3 separate regions of the Mus musculus genome follow, and regions 2 and 3 are each linked to region 1. Evidence: chromatin contacts called from public Hi-C data. All regions are on one chromosome and are shown on one strand. The core of a region is the stretch at or near the end of the contact, and the rest is flanking DNA. Distances in the headings are between cores, read along the strand shown. Region 1 has its middle 31 kb from the start of Gm24208. Region 2 has its middle 8.0 kb from the start of Gm35298. Region 3 overlaps Gm35298 (a long non-coding RNA gene).

Region 1 (4,287 bases), core at 599-3,098:
TCCAGCTATATACCTTCTGCTATCACTGAATAGCTTCTCTCCAGCTATATACCTTCTGCTATCAGTGAATGGCTTCTCTCCAGCTATATACCTTCTACTATGACTGAATAGCTTCTTAGGTGATGGAAGCAGAACTGAGTCACCAACTCAAGAACATCCTCTGCTGGGGCCATTTAAATCTGTGACAGAATTCATTTGGTTTCTACCACTGAGTGCACAGTTAAAATTACACTCAGTGTTATATAGTTTATCATCTGTGTCAAACCCACCCAAGAAAGTGAGATAGGCCTCTATTAATTAAATCCAAACTAAGACGCTTAAATCTTTTATTTCCCAACCTTCCTCCTTAAATCCTCTCCATTCATACCACCAACCCCTATGTAAAAAACAGTAAGTATCATTTATTGGTCTATACTGTGAACTTGGCATCATTCTAAGTACCCATTCTGGTTCAGTCCTAACAACCCAGAAGCTAGGTTACCTTCATATTTCCCAAGCATCACCAAGAGGGTAGTTACTAGTTTAAAGATGACATGGCTGGAAAGTAATGGTGCTAGGACTGCCTTTATTCTTATGCTGTTGCCTGCTGGGAGATCTTCCCTCCTTGACTGTCAGGATCTTACCCAGTGTCAGGGCCCTGAGTCATCCTACCCAGCCCCTTGAATGAAAAGTCTGCTCTGGAATGCCACCCAGAAGCCAGATATTTTGGATTCTGACTCATGTAAGAGCCAGCGCTATCCTTTTTCAGGTAAGGAGCCTGAGGCGCAAGGGTCTTGGATGTTGAGTTTGTCAAGCCCTGGAAGGTGGGCTTTCCTGCTGTGCCCCTCCAGGAAAACCTCAGCTCATCTCTTTGTCTCCCCTACACATTATAAATTAGCTAGCGGGTCGTGGTTGTGCACGCCTTTAATCCCAGCACACGGGAGGCAGAGGCAGGCAGATTTCTGAGTTCGAGGCTAGCCTGGTCTACAAAGTGAGTTCCAGGACAGTCAGGGCTACACAGAGAAACCCTGTCTTGAAAAACTAACTAACTAACTAACTAACTAACTAACTAACTAACTAACTAACTAAGCAAATTAGCTCTAAACTCTCTAAAACTGTCACATACCTATTCCAGGTGGGTCAAGGTGCTGCTAGAGCAGTGGTTCTCAACTTGTGGGCCACCAACAGTTGTATATCAGATATTTATTTTACCATTTATAACAGTAGTACCATTACAGTTCTGAAGTAGCAATGAAATGATTTTATAGTTGGGGGTCCCCACAACATGCAGAACTGGATTAAAAGGTTGCAGCATTAGGAAAGCTAGGAACCAATGGTCTAGTGAGAGGCTTTTGGGCTACAATGCCTCTTCTCCCTCTACAGTGTGCAGGCATTCTTACATTGTGACCTTTTCCAACTGACGAGACTATCATGCTTAGATGATGGAGGCCTTCAACAGAAAAACACCGAGACTTTTCACTCCGAGCAGGAAACAATATCCCATAGTGTAATAACCCCAACAGAATGGAAGAATAGACCACTTTCAGTAAAACAAACAAACAAACAAACAAACAAACAAAAAACAAAAAAACAAAATCACAGCTTTTTCAGCCTTCTCAAGAAAACCTTTGACCAAAATCTGAGCATGATTTTGAGCATATGGGCCCCAAGTTCCAATTTGCTGTGGCTGAGATTTCACTGGTACGATGGACCAACACTCCCAGAGAAATATGTGAATTCATCGTGGCTATTTTTGCAGCACTGAAGCTGGCACACTTCCAAGCTGAGAACTTTCTGCTTTAGCAGCTCTCGGTTATTTGAGGCTGGATGACTCACTTAGTGTAACATCCTCTTGTTTTCCTCCTCCTCCTCCTCCCCGGGCCCCCTCCCACCTAAGAGGGCTGGCAGGGGCAGGAAGGGTTATGAAACTCAAGCTGCTGTTGAGGACTGCATGTCTTGTCAGTTTTTGGTAGTGCTTTGTTGGGAACCACTCTTCCTGCTCCTTCACGATCTCCTCCCTACTAGGCAGGTCACCTCTGTCTTTATGTGTGCTCTAAACCTTTTGTTCCTTCCCCTCCCAAAGTATACGCTTCCTGCATTTTATTTACCTGCTTAGACATACTACCTCTTGCTGCAGAGAGAAGGGCATTTAAAGCAGGCCGACCTTCAGCATACTCTGGACCCAGGGCAGAGTATGGCCCGGCCAGGGCTGCTAGTAAGCATTTATTTGTTAAACAGGGAAAAGAAAGGAATGAGAGAGGAGTAGGCAAGTTTCGTGACCCTTCTGTGATGATCCAGCTAGCAGAGTTCGGATGACAGGTTAGAATATGTTAGCTTGTAAGTTTCGTGATTTTTTTTTTAAGATGGGAGATATGTACATCTTGGAAATTAGGCTGTAGAGTCATACAGGGCTGAGCCGTGACTGTCTCCTTTAGGGGGGTTGTGTTTTCCAGACTGAAAGTATGTTGATGTAACCCAGAACCAGCTAGCTACTGGATGGAAAGCTTTCTCCCCACCACTGTGCACTGCCAATCATCCAGAGCCACTGCAGCAGTACTCACCGTGCACAGTCTCTCTCTCTCTCTCTCTCTCTCTCTCTCTCTCTCTCTCTCTCTCTCTCTCTCTCCATCCACCAACCACCCACCCATCTTCTGTCTGTCTATCTATTTCTATCTATCCTAGAACTTGTTCTGTAGACCAGGCTGGCCTTGAACTCACAGATCTGTTTGCCACTACCTCCCAAGTGCTAGAATTAAAGGTACGTACCACCACCCAGTGTATTTTAAATTCTTTACCCCTCTGTAAAGCAGGAATAATTATTGTCCTTTAAGGAAACTGTGGTTTAAAGTAACAAGGTAAAAATTCAAGAATACTAGTTGGATACTTCAATACCTGGTTTTCAACCAGAACTGGAAAGACTTAATTATAACTAGCAGAATATAGGCTGAGAAGACTCTATCTTTAGAGGCCCCAACAACAGAATACATATCCCTCTAGGACACAGGGAGCATTCCCCAGGATATGGTAGTCCATAGACATGCCTCAGTCTGCTCAAAAGACTTTGAGCTACACGGGCACCAAACACACTGGACCGAACTTGGAAGTCAACAACAGAGAGCATCATAGCAGTAAACAAGCACAAGGAAGAGATGGAGCTGCCATGTCAAAGATGAAATCCTGAGAGAAATTAGAAACTGCTCTGAGAAAGGTGAAAACAGAAATGGTAAAGACAGCTAGGGGAAGAAGCTAAAGCAGTGGCTAGAGGGAAATTTATAGCTGTGAATCGTTGTATTAAATGGGAAAGAGGGGAGCTAGGGAGACGGCTCAGGGCTTCAGAGCGAGTGCCTGCTGCTCTTGCAGAGGATCTGAACGTGGTTCCCAGAACCCACTCATAACTCCAGTTCTAGGGGATCCGACTCCCCTTTGGGCTTCAGAGGACACTAGGCACACACATGGTACACATACATACATGCAGGCACTCGTACATACACATAATTTTTTAAATTCAAGATAAAAAGAGAATCTCATGTTAAATTCCCATCTTAAGGAACTAGGGGGAATAAAGAGAAAAAATAAATCCCAAAGCATGCAGGCGGAAGGAAACAACAAAGATTAGAGCAAATGTTAATAAACAAAAAATGGAAACAACAGAAGAAAATCGATGGAACCAGAGATTCGTGTTTCACAGAGATTGACAAAGCTGGCAAAGCTCTGTTTAGAAAGAGATGAGCTCATTTTCCCAAGGTGACTTCAATAGGGAAAGTCAGAAGGAAGATTCTGGAGGGAGGCAGAGTTGGTGTCGATGATCAGGCTGCACCTCCTGCTCCCTGCTTAGCCTGTAAGCGCTCAAGGAGCAGGAACTCCTGTCACTCATTTGCACATCCCTAGTGCTTTTACTCTGCGCCTGGCACACAAGAAAGGCTCCGGAAATGTTTGCTGAACTAAAATGAAAAGCACACTCCTCCCCATCCTTCGCCACCATCTGTGAACAATGATAAATTATGCTTCCAATGCAGATCGAGCTGAATCGCACAATTTCTGATGAGAGAAGCTGGAAACAGCAAACTGCTAGGCCTTAAAAATAAACCCTCAGCTTCAGAGATTTGGCCCAGAAATGAACCGGGTTACAGCTCCAGCCCTGACACTCAGTTTATTACCCTGGAGCCGGAGGGATGGTGCTTCTGGCTGGAGAGAGACTTGATCACCTTGGCCTGGCCCTGGGCACCGGGTGGGAACTCATCTGCCCTGTCCCTGTCTGGATTCCCAGGGCGATGGATACTGCTTATTATAGCCAGGACTGGCCCCTCC
Region 2 (4,287 bases), core at 918-3,417, 120 kb after region 1:
TTCAGGTTGGCTTGCAGTGGTCCCTCCAGCCATCTCCATAACCTTTCTGTTCTCATTAGAGGCTAACTCTCACGCCTTCGCTACTCACCCCACTTTCTGCCTCTATGGATTTGAGGACCTCCAGGATCCTTTGAGTGGGACAGGATAATACAATCTTTGTCCTTCTGTGTCTAGCTTATTTCATGTATCCCCATGTCTTCCAAAGCCACTTGCATAGTATATAGCAGAATTCTCACCCATCTGAGCACTGACTCTAGTGCATGTATAGGTCACATGTGTAGATTGGCAGGACATATCTGGAACTGTGGTATGTGGTGAGCAAACCCAGGGGACTACTGAAGATAATGTCTTTGGACTTTATGTGTCAGGGTGGGGGGATACTCAGGGGAGCTCCACCCACTCAGAGGAGAAAGGGAGGGGGATATCGGAAGGATGTGGGAGGTGTGACTGGGAGGGGCAGTGAGTGGGATGTAAAGTGAATAAAAATAATAATAATAAGATATTGTCGTTGTTATCCCAGGGAGCCCTGGTTCCTGGGGAATAATTAAGTCAGCATATTACTGCATGACAGCAACTGTGGCTGGAGGAAGGACACCCTGAGAGTTGCTACTGGAAACTACTGGCACTCTCTCATAAACTGTTCATTTTTCTAAGTGTGTCTTGACCAGATGGAGTCAACAGTGAGCAAACTGAGTGTCCACTCCCTTTCTGTCACTAAGCAGGTCTCTTCTTTCTTTTCTGTTTTGTGCCATGTTGTCTATGCTGCAACACCACCCACTATCTCACTAATACTTGTGTGTGTATGCATGTGTATGTATATGTGTGTACATGTGTGTGCACATCTGTGTGCATGTGTATGTGTTTGCATATATATATATACACAAAGATGTATATTCACATGTGTGTGCATGTGTGTGCACATTTGTGTCCGTATGTGTGTGTTTGCATATATATATGTGTGTATATTTGTGTGTGTGTATATGTGTTTGCACATGTCTATATGTGTATATTCTTGTGTGTGTGCATGTGTGTACATTTGCAAGTACACATGTATGGGCTCTGTCATTGCTCTGTCAACTTAATTCCCTTTCGTTTGAGGCTATTGATCGATTTCACCCAAACCTCTCCTGTTTCTTTTCTCCCTCCCTCTTTCTCTCTGCCTCTGTCTGGTGATTGGTGGTCAGGGAGATGCAAGTGTTCTGGGTGCCTCCCTCTTGTTGGTTAGCAGTGACCCTGATTCCTCAGGTTTCCAGGGGTTTCCTTAATCTGCTCTTTTTTTCCCTTTGGATTTGTTACTTCTTTAAAAAAAAAAGTCTCTTAGCTTCTTAGCTTAGTAGAGATTTAATCTCTGATAGGGGAGGATTTATTCTATTTATTGATATTGAGAACATTAATTATGGCCTATAATGAATAGAGACTTTTGAAGGGTCTCATCCTCCACAGGACACTGTAACTTGGCACCCAAGGCTACCATCTCTCCAAGGAACATTTAAGCGGAACACAGCTCATTGGCATGATCCTTCAGCATTCTCTTTCATCGCTGCTAGGGCCTGTACATCAGACCAAAGACATGCACTAATGTGTTTCTTCACTGGCTGCTTTGAAGCTTTGCTGTGTGTTTGTTTAGGATTGTGTGTGTGTTTCTTGTTCTGCGAAGTTCCAGAATGGGAAAGGTACAAAAGAAAGAGTGAGTCACAGTCCTGCTACTTGAGTGGCATCAGTGATACAGAGTTAGTGTCATGAAAATGTGTGAGAGACTCATCATGTGTACTGTGCATAGTAGGGTTACTGGCTAAAGAGCTGAAGAGAAGTGATTGATAGACCAGGTAGTACTTGTGGTGAGCCTAGCATAGAGAGGGTCAATTGGCCAGAAAGTGAATGGTGAGGCCTTCTCTGTCTTCAGTGCTACAGCTAAGGAACAACCTGGCAACAGAGGTCAGTCTTGAATTCCAACCTCCACAGTCAATGTTTGTCTTGGGGCAATGTGGAGCGATTAAGAATGATGGAGTGGGGGTGATGGAGAGGGGACAGCAGTGTCACAGGGTTTCACAGTTTGGATATACTTTTGAGGTGTCAGACTGAAGGAGGAGCGGCCCAGGAGAGAGGCTCTTATGATAGAACCGATGTGATAGTGAGAATAGAAGGAACTAGGGAGGCGTGGGTGGCTGGCTCACTTCCAAGTATATCCACGGGTAGAGGAATGGGTACAAAATATTCCTTCCCTGATCAGGCAGTGGCCAGGGGGGAATGTCCCTCGCCCAGAACTATGTTTATTGTTCTCTGTCACAGTATATGTTCAGTTACACAGTGCATCAAACTGCACCCACCCCAAAGTCTGCTCTAGAGGCCAATGTCTGCCTGTGACTGCAGAGCCTGAGACCCTCGGCCCTCAGCCCTCAGCTTGCTAGCAGAATAGACCCAGCTAGCTTGCAGGGCTCAGCTGCAACACAGGCATGACTATTGTGGAGGAGAGGCACAAAGCAGAGAAGCCAACACATGGTAGGAAGTGGGAAAATGTAGCTGCACACCTCCACTTTATCTCCGTGTAGCCTGCTGGCTATATCCACCCTCTGGGTCTGAAACACTGAAGTTAGTGAGACTCGGATAACATGCAAGATGCCAGAAGGAGGTTCTTCAAGGTTGAAGACCTTGATGAAAACTGAACCATGGCCTCTAAGATTTGGGTTACAGTCTTTCCTAGCCCTTTAAGATTGGACACAGGAAATGAGAGAAAGGTGACAGGGGTGGCCATGAAACTCGGGCTAGGTGCTGGTAGGGCCCCATGGAAGCCTCCCTTGGAAGTTGAGTCAATCCTAGAAGCCACATCCAGGCTCCAAACTGGTCCACACGATGCTCAGGCAGCTCTGTGCCTATGTGCTGCCTGGTATCCCTGGGTCTGTGTGAGGTGTGAAATTTGTAAGATCAGCTTCTAATGGTCAGAAAAAAGTGCCCCTGTCTCTGGGGTATTGGGAGGGGTGGGTATGTGGGATGAATCGTAGAGGAACCACTTGAAACTTCCACCTGTCCAGAGATGCCTAGAGAGAATTTAGGGTACAGAATCCCCAACGTCAGAAACCTAGGCTCCCCCTCCTTTGCTCCGGCAGTCCAAGGAAAGTACAGGTTCATCCGTGAGTTGTTTATTCAGGCATCAGGAATGTAGCACGTGTGCTGCGAAGATGCTGTAGCTATGTCTGTTTCACAAGCATGAGGGTCCAAGCTCAATCCCCAGCTCCCATGTAAAGGGGAGTGCGGCGGTGCATGCCTGTAATCCCATCACAGGGGAAACAGGCATAGCAGAATCCTGGGGAGTCACCAGCCAGCCAGTGCTGATCTAGTTCCAGTGAGAGCTCTTGTCTCAAAACTTAAGGTGGAGTGTAACTGAGAAAGACATCTGAGGTCAGCCTCTGGCCAAAACACACACACACACACACACACACACACACACACACACACACACGAGGCACACTCATAAGCACACACATATGCATGCACAGGCACACACACCATGTATGGGCATATATTCACATACATAGATACATATGTATAAACCATAAACAAACTGTACCTGTCCCAGGTACCAGGTACCACAGAGGACAAAGCAGATGGGTTCTGCCTCCCTGAAGGCCATTAGGCAGGCAAGAATCCTCACTCATGCTTGAGAGATGTGAACAAATTGAGACTTTCACAGTATACTTGACTACTCATGGTCTTCCCAAGACATCCTGGGACAATCACCTTCCCAAGGAAGACAACAAGTGGCTATGAGCTCAAGCTCAAAGAGTGGAAGAGCAGCGGAGCGGACATGACGCTGGCATCCCAGAGCCACGTCTCCTTTCTCAAGGAGAAGGATGATCATGTTAAGTCAAGTAGAACCACTTTGTAAACTAAACTGTACTCACTGCAATGTGGCTCTTATCGTGAGGAAAAGAAACCAGGGATGAGTTGGTCTGAAGGTGTGCTGATGTGGAAATCCCCTACTAGGTGTGTCCAGGCCTGACTGTGTCAGGGCAACGTCCTCTGCTTCTTCCACCCCAAGTGCATGCCATGGCTACTTCCTCTGATCTTCTGGTATGTTTGTTTTGAAAACCAAAGGAGTAAGCTTGTAGCAATGAAGATGTGCATACCCTCTGGGTACGGGCAAGGCTTCCAGACCCCTCTGCACACAGGAATTCATCCTGTCACCTCTTGTGTACCATCTATAACCCTAAAAGACTGTGCTGTCATCTTATCTTGGAATGGAGGTTTTAGCAGTCCCTTCATTAAGCCCAGAGAACAAAGGCAGCCCGG
Region 3 (4,287 bases), core at 822-3,321, 98 kb after region 1:
CTGTTGCCTTCTTCTCAAAAGACCTAGAACAGCTTTAAAACAAACAACAACAAGAAAAAGACAATCTGTCTTGAAGAAGATTTTTAAAAAAAAAAAAAAAAAGAATAATAGACCTGCACTGTTTGGTTTATAACTTTTGAAGTGTAATAGTAAACAAATGAGTGTCATTTCTGAAGTCTAAGGATGTCATCAGACCCCTTTCTAAATCTCCATTTTATTAATCCACACAAGATGGACAATGCAATCACCTTCATCAAAGGCTCCAGTGAGTGTTACACGAGATGCTGACGACAGTGTTCAGGGCTCTTGTTGTCTATGACTGTCTATGAACCTGAAGGAAAACAAAATCAGTGTTAGGAACACTGACTGCTGCTCAGGCACACTAGGGAATGTGAGCTCCACTTGATCAGAAGTAAGGGTTGCTCTGAATTACCCGCCCTCAGAAAAAGGGAACTGGTTACCTCTTATGGGACCCACTGATAATGGAGCAAGCCTCTATGTATTCCCTGGAGCAGCAAGCTGTCCCATATTCCCTATACCTAGGTAAGTAGCATGAGTTTCTTACCTTGGCGAGTCACTGACAATAGTTTAAGGGATGGGATCCTGGGCTTGCCAGGCTTTTTGTTTCTGTCACCCTGGAAGTCCCTAGGCCTGTCATGTAGCAGGCAAAGTTGTGAGCTTCAGGAGGAAGGGCTCATGTCTCCTTGCGTTGCACTCACAGGAGGTAGTCAAACAGACCACTGTAGGATGTAACACAATGAATCTCAGTCTGCCAGCTCATTTCCCTGGCACAAAAAGCTGAGTTGATCATGTGTCCCAAGAGGTCATGAGATCTACTGAAAGCCTCCAGCAGGGTATCCAGTGTGAAAGGTGTTGGGGAACTGTCAACTCAGACACTGAGTGTGAAGGGGGAAAGATCATATGCATGATCGACATCTCTATGTCATAGAGAGTCACCATCAGCCTCTAGGGCATGGACCTGTCAAACCTGGTGTTCACAGGTCCTGTCCTCAAATCCTTGTTAGGTTAACCTGCCCAGACTTCTGCCCTGGGGTCATGTTGAGGGGGAAACCCCTCTTTCCCTTTGTTAGTTAGCTTTGAGAACGTATAGGCAGGAGAAGGGACATGATGTGAGCAGGTTATATGGTCCATGAGTATGCATTGTGAACAAGTTGGCCCTGTATCTCCAGGCTCCTAAACCCACTCTACTACCCTGAGCTAGCACTCGGCCCACTGATCATCCCACCCCTCTGTCTCTCAGTGCCAAGAGCACATTAACTGAGGCACTTTATTTCCGGATATGCAGTGGAGGGAGTACCCACAAGATACCTTCCAAAGAAAATATTTTGACTCTCTAGCAGCAAAATACAATAACCATCCTCGTCATTTCTGAAGCTCTGGCATCGACTCAACACATTCTTACTTAGAACAATGTAACAGGCTGACTTCTGTTTGGGCCCCTACATTCTTTTGTCCTTTCCAGCAAAGTGTGAAATATGCATTTCCTGGCACTAGGACAACAGCCTCTGAGAATAAGAAATAATAACGATCATGAACCAGAGGCAGGTGATGTAATTCCAGCCCCTCTGGGTCCTGGGACAGCATGACAAGCATGATCAAAAGTAAGCAGTTCTAGACAAGTGCCTAGTTTCAATGAGTTGGCCTCATTTCCTGCAATCGAGAATGGTGTGATTTGAAAAACCACTTATTGCCAACCCTACACAGACTTCATTACTTCTTGATTATATCATCTTGGTTTTGGTCACATGACCTCTAAACCCCATTTTTTTTTTATACACAGAAGCATAAAACATGGATAAATAGTGCAAAGGAGAGAGTAGCAATTGGAGAAGTCAGAGAACAGGTTTGAAAAAATGAACGAGCTAGGTTAACCTTCCAAGAAGAGATACACACACTATGTCTCTAACGATGAAGGGTGGTAGGCGCACAGGTGCAAGGGTTACCTTGTGCAAAGCCTAGAGAAATTATTGAGCAGAGGAAGCCCTCCACAATGACTCTGCAAACATAGCCTGAGAGCAGGGTGTGGTACAGCGCAATGGTTCTCTCTCTGACTCAACTGCTTGTCTACAATGCCATCACCCCCACTTATCTAAACCACCTTAGCAACAAGGTCCCCATAGACAGACAGCCACCTGTAACAGTACCTGCAGTCTGTCTTAGCCCCTTTCCTGTATGTGTTTGTTTCCTGGGATGCTGTAACAAGCGACCACAAAATGGAGTGGAGGGTATTCTTTTGTTTCTATGATAAAAAATCATGACTAAAAGCAATTTCATGAAGTATTATTTTGGCTTATGGTTCCATAGGGAAAGGTGTCTATAATGATAATAGAAGCAGGAACAGAGGGACAAAGACAGGACGTGTGGTGAGGATAGAAACTTCAAAGCTAAGCCGGGTGTGGTGGCACACGCCTTTTAATCCCAGCACTCAGGAGGCAGGGGCAGGCGGATTTCTGAGTTCGAGGCCAGCCTGGTCTACAAAGTGAGTTCCAGGATAGCCAGAGCTATACAGAGAAACCCTGTCTCGAAAAAAAAGAAAGAAAGAAACTTCAAAGCTTACCTCAGTGATGTACTTTTTCCAGTAAGTCTCCACCTCCTTAAAGGCCCCATAACCTTCCCCAAAACTAGGGACTGAGTGTTCAAATATATGAGCCTGTGACAGACAGTTCTAAGTTAAACAACCACAGCAAGCTAAAACAAAAGAAATTTGGAACTAGAGAGATGAGTCATGTTGTCTAATGCTTACCATGTATGTGTGAGGAGCTGAATTTGATTTCCACAATGCACATAGAAAATTGTGTGGTAGTACACACTGTGCCCTGGATCCTGAACACAGGATTGATGTTGGCTTTTCATGGTTTCACTCTTGCCTTGGAATCTTTCCTTAATCTTTAATGGTTCTTTGAGAATGGATGTTTATTCTGCACTACTGTGTATTAGAAGTACACAACTTACTTACTTTGAGACAGTCTCATATTGCCCAGGCTGCCCTGTGACTCTATGTATTCCACACTGTCTTTAATTTAGGTCCGACTCCTCCTGGTTCCACCTCCCAGATGCTAGTACTACAGGTTTTGTGTGCAAACTTTTCTCGGGGAGATACAACACGCATATCTACTCACTCCGGTAGGTGTCCCACAGCAGACTAAGGTATAGACACCACCAAAGTCCAATTGAGTGAACGAATGGCTTTGTACTGGCTGGTTTTGGGTGTCAACTTGACACAGGCTGGAGTTATCACGGAGAAAGGAGCTTCAGTTGAGGAAATGCCTCCACAAGATCCAGCTGTAAGGCAGTTTCTCAATTAGTGATCAAGGGGGAAAGGCCCCTTGTGGGTGGGACCATCTCTGGGCTGGTAGTCTTGGGTTCTATAAGAAAGCAGGCTGAGCAAGCCAAGGAAAGCAAGCCAGTAAAGAACATCCCTCCATGGCCTCTGCATCAGCTCCTGCTTTCTGACCTGCTTGAGTCCTGACTTCCTTTGGTGATGAACAGCAATGTGGAAGTGTAAGCTGAATAAACCCTTTCCTCCCCAACTGCTTCTTGGTCATGATGTTTGTGCAGGAATAGAAACCCTGACTAAGACAGGCTTTTATTGAGGTTTCTGACATAAGTATGGGTGACGGGTTTCTTATAGGAGCAGAAGTCAACAGGTTGGAGAGTGTCCTTTCAAGGTGCCTCAATTGGTCCAAACACCTCCCAGGTAACTCAGTTGGTTTCTGCTTCTTCCACACAGCTGGTCTGGTTTCAGGGTCTTCTTTGAAGCTCAGCTTGTCTGAACATCTTAGCAGCTTAGCTTTGCCTACTCTGGCAGGGAAGTACTTAGTGAATTGGCTCAGTTTCAGGGACTTCCTGAAGCAGTTTTGAGTTATTTACCTTTCTGTGTAAAGAGCTCTCCTGTAGGATGAGATGTCTCCATCTTGGAGAAAGTTTATACACAAGAGGCATGTGTGACTCTTTTCATTTGCTCCGTGCTAACGGTTTGTGTCTCAGAATAGACTAGACTTATAAAGAATTGTTGGAAGTTAAGAATATGTGGACTCTTGCATTATGGGATGGTATTTTGCTTGTTTTTTTAAAATATTTTTTATTACGTATTTTCCTCTATTACATTTCCAATGCTATCCCAAAAGTCCCCCATACCCTCCCCCCCACTCCCCTGCCCACCCATTCCCACTTTTTGGCCCTGGCGTTCCCCTGTACTGGGGCATATAAAGTTTGTGTGTCCAATGGGCCTCTCTTTCCAGTGATGGCCAAATAGGCCATCTTTTG

Evidence for each region. Hi-C and Micro-C count contacts between places; a contact is called where the count stands out from the background.
Region 2: a contact with region 1 is called in a Hi-C map of cerebral cortex, with 3 times the contacts expected there. The contact joins two enhancer-like sites. A contact is called at or near these places in 22 of 484 Hi-C or Micro-C datasets (the G1E-ER4 cell line, the Patski cell line, cerebral cortex and 6 more), 2 of 115 datasets of contacts at active chromatin or transcription factors (both in embryonic stem cells) and 1 of 9 other capture datasets (embryonic stem cells).
Region 3: a contact with region 1 is called in a Hi-C map of uterus, with 4 times the contacts expected there. The contact joins two enhancer-like sites. A contact is called at or near these places in 19 of 484 Hi-C or Micro-C datasets (the N1E-115 cell line, the Patski cell line, cardiomyocytes and 13 more), 4 of 115 datasets of contacts at active chromatin or transcription factors (the NIH/3T3 cell line, cardiomyocytes, embryonic stem cells and 1 more) and 1 of 9 other capture datasets (embryonic stem cells).

Annotation. Positions count from the first base shown.
Region 1 is chr12:13,209,827-13,214,113 of GRCm38.p6, reverse strand. No RefSeq gene overlaps it. Among named protein-coding and RNA genes, the nearest start is that of Gm24208, 31 kb to the right of the region's middle. Within about 2 kb of position 1,848, at least 30 of the 459 cell types and tissues checked have an H3K27ac peak or open chromatin away from gene starts, as enhancers often do. A contact at or near this core is called in cerebral cortex and uterus, where this site is marked.
Region 2 is chr12:13,092,536-13,096,822 of GRCm38.p6, reverse strand. No RefSeq gene overlaps it. Among named protein-coding and RNA genes, the nearest start is that of Gm35298, 8.0 kb to the left of the region's middle. Within about 2 kb of position 2,167, at least 5 of the 459 cell types and tissues checked have an H3K27ac peak or open chromatin away from gene starts, as enhancers often do. A contact at or near this core is called in cerebral cortex, where this site is marked.
Region 3 is chr12:13,111,750-13,116,036 of GRCm38.p6, reverse strand. It overlaps Gm35298 (a long non-coding RNA gene), which reads right to left. Exons shown (of 5, transcript XR_381278.2): 3 at 249-331; 4 at 1-32. Among named protein-coding and RNA genes, the nearest start is that of Gm35350, 11 kb to the right of the region's middle. Within about 2 kb of position 2,071, at least 5 of the 459 cell types and tissues checked have an H3K27ac peak or open chromatin away from gene starts, as enhancers often do. A contact at or near this core is called in uterus, where this site is marked.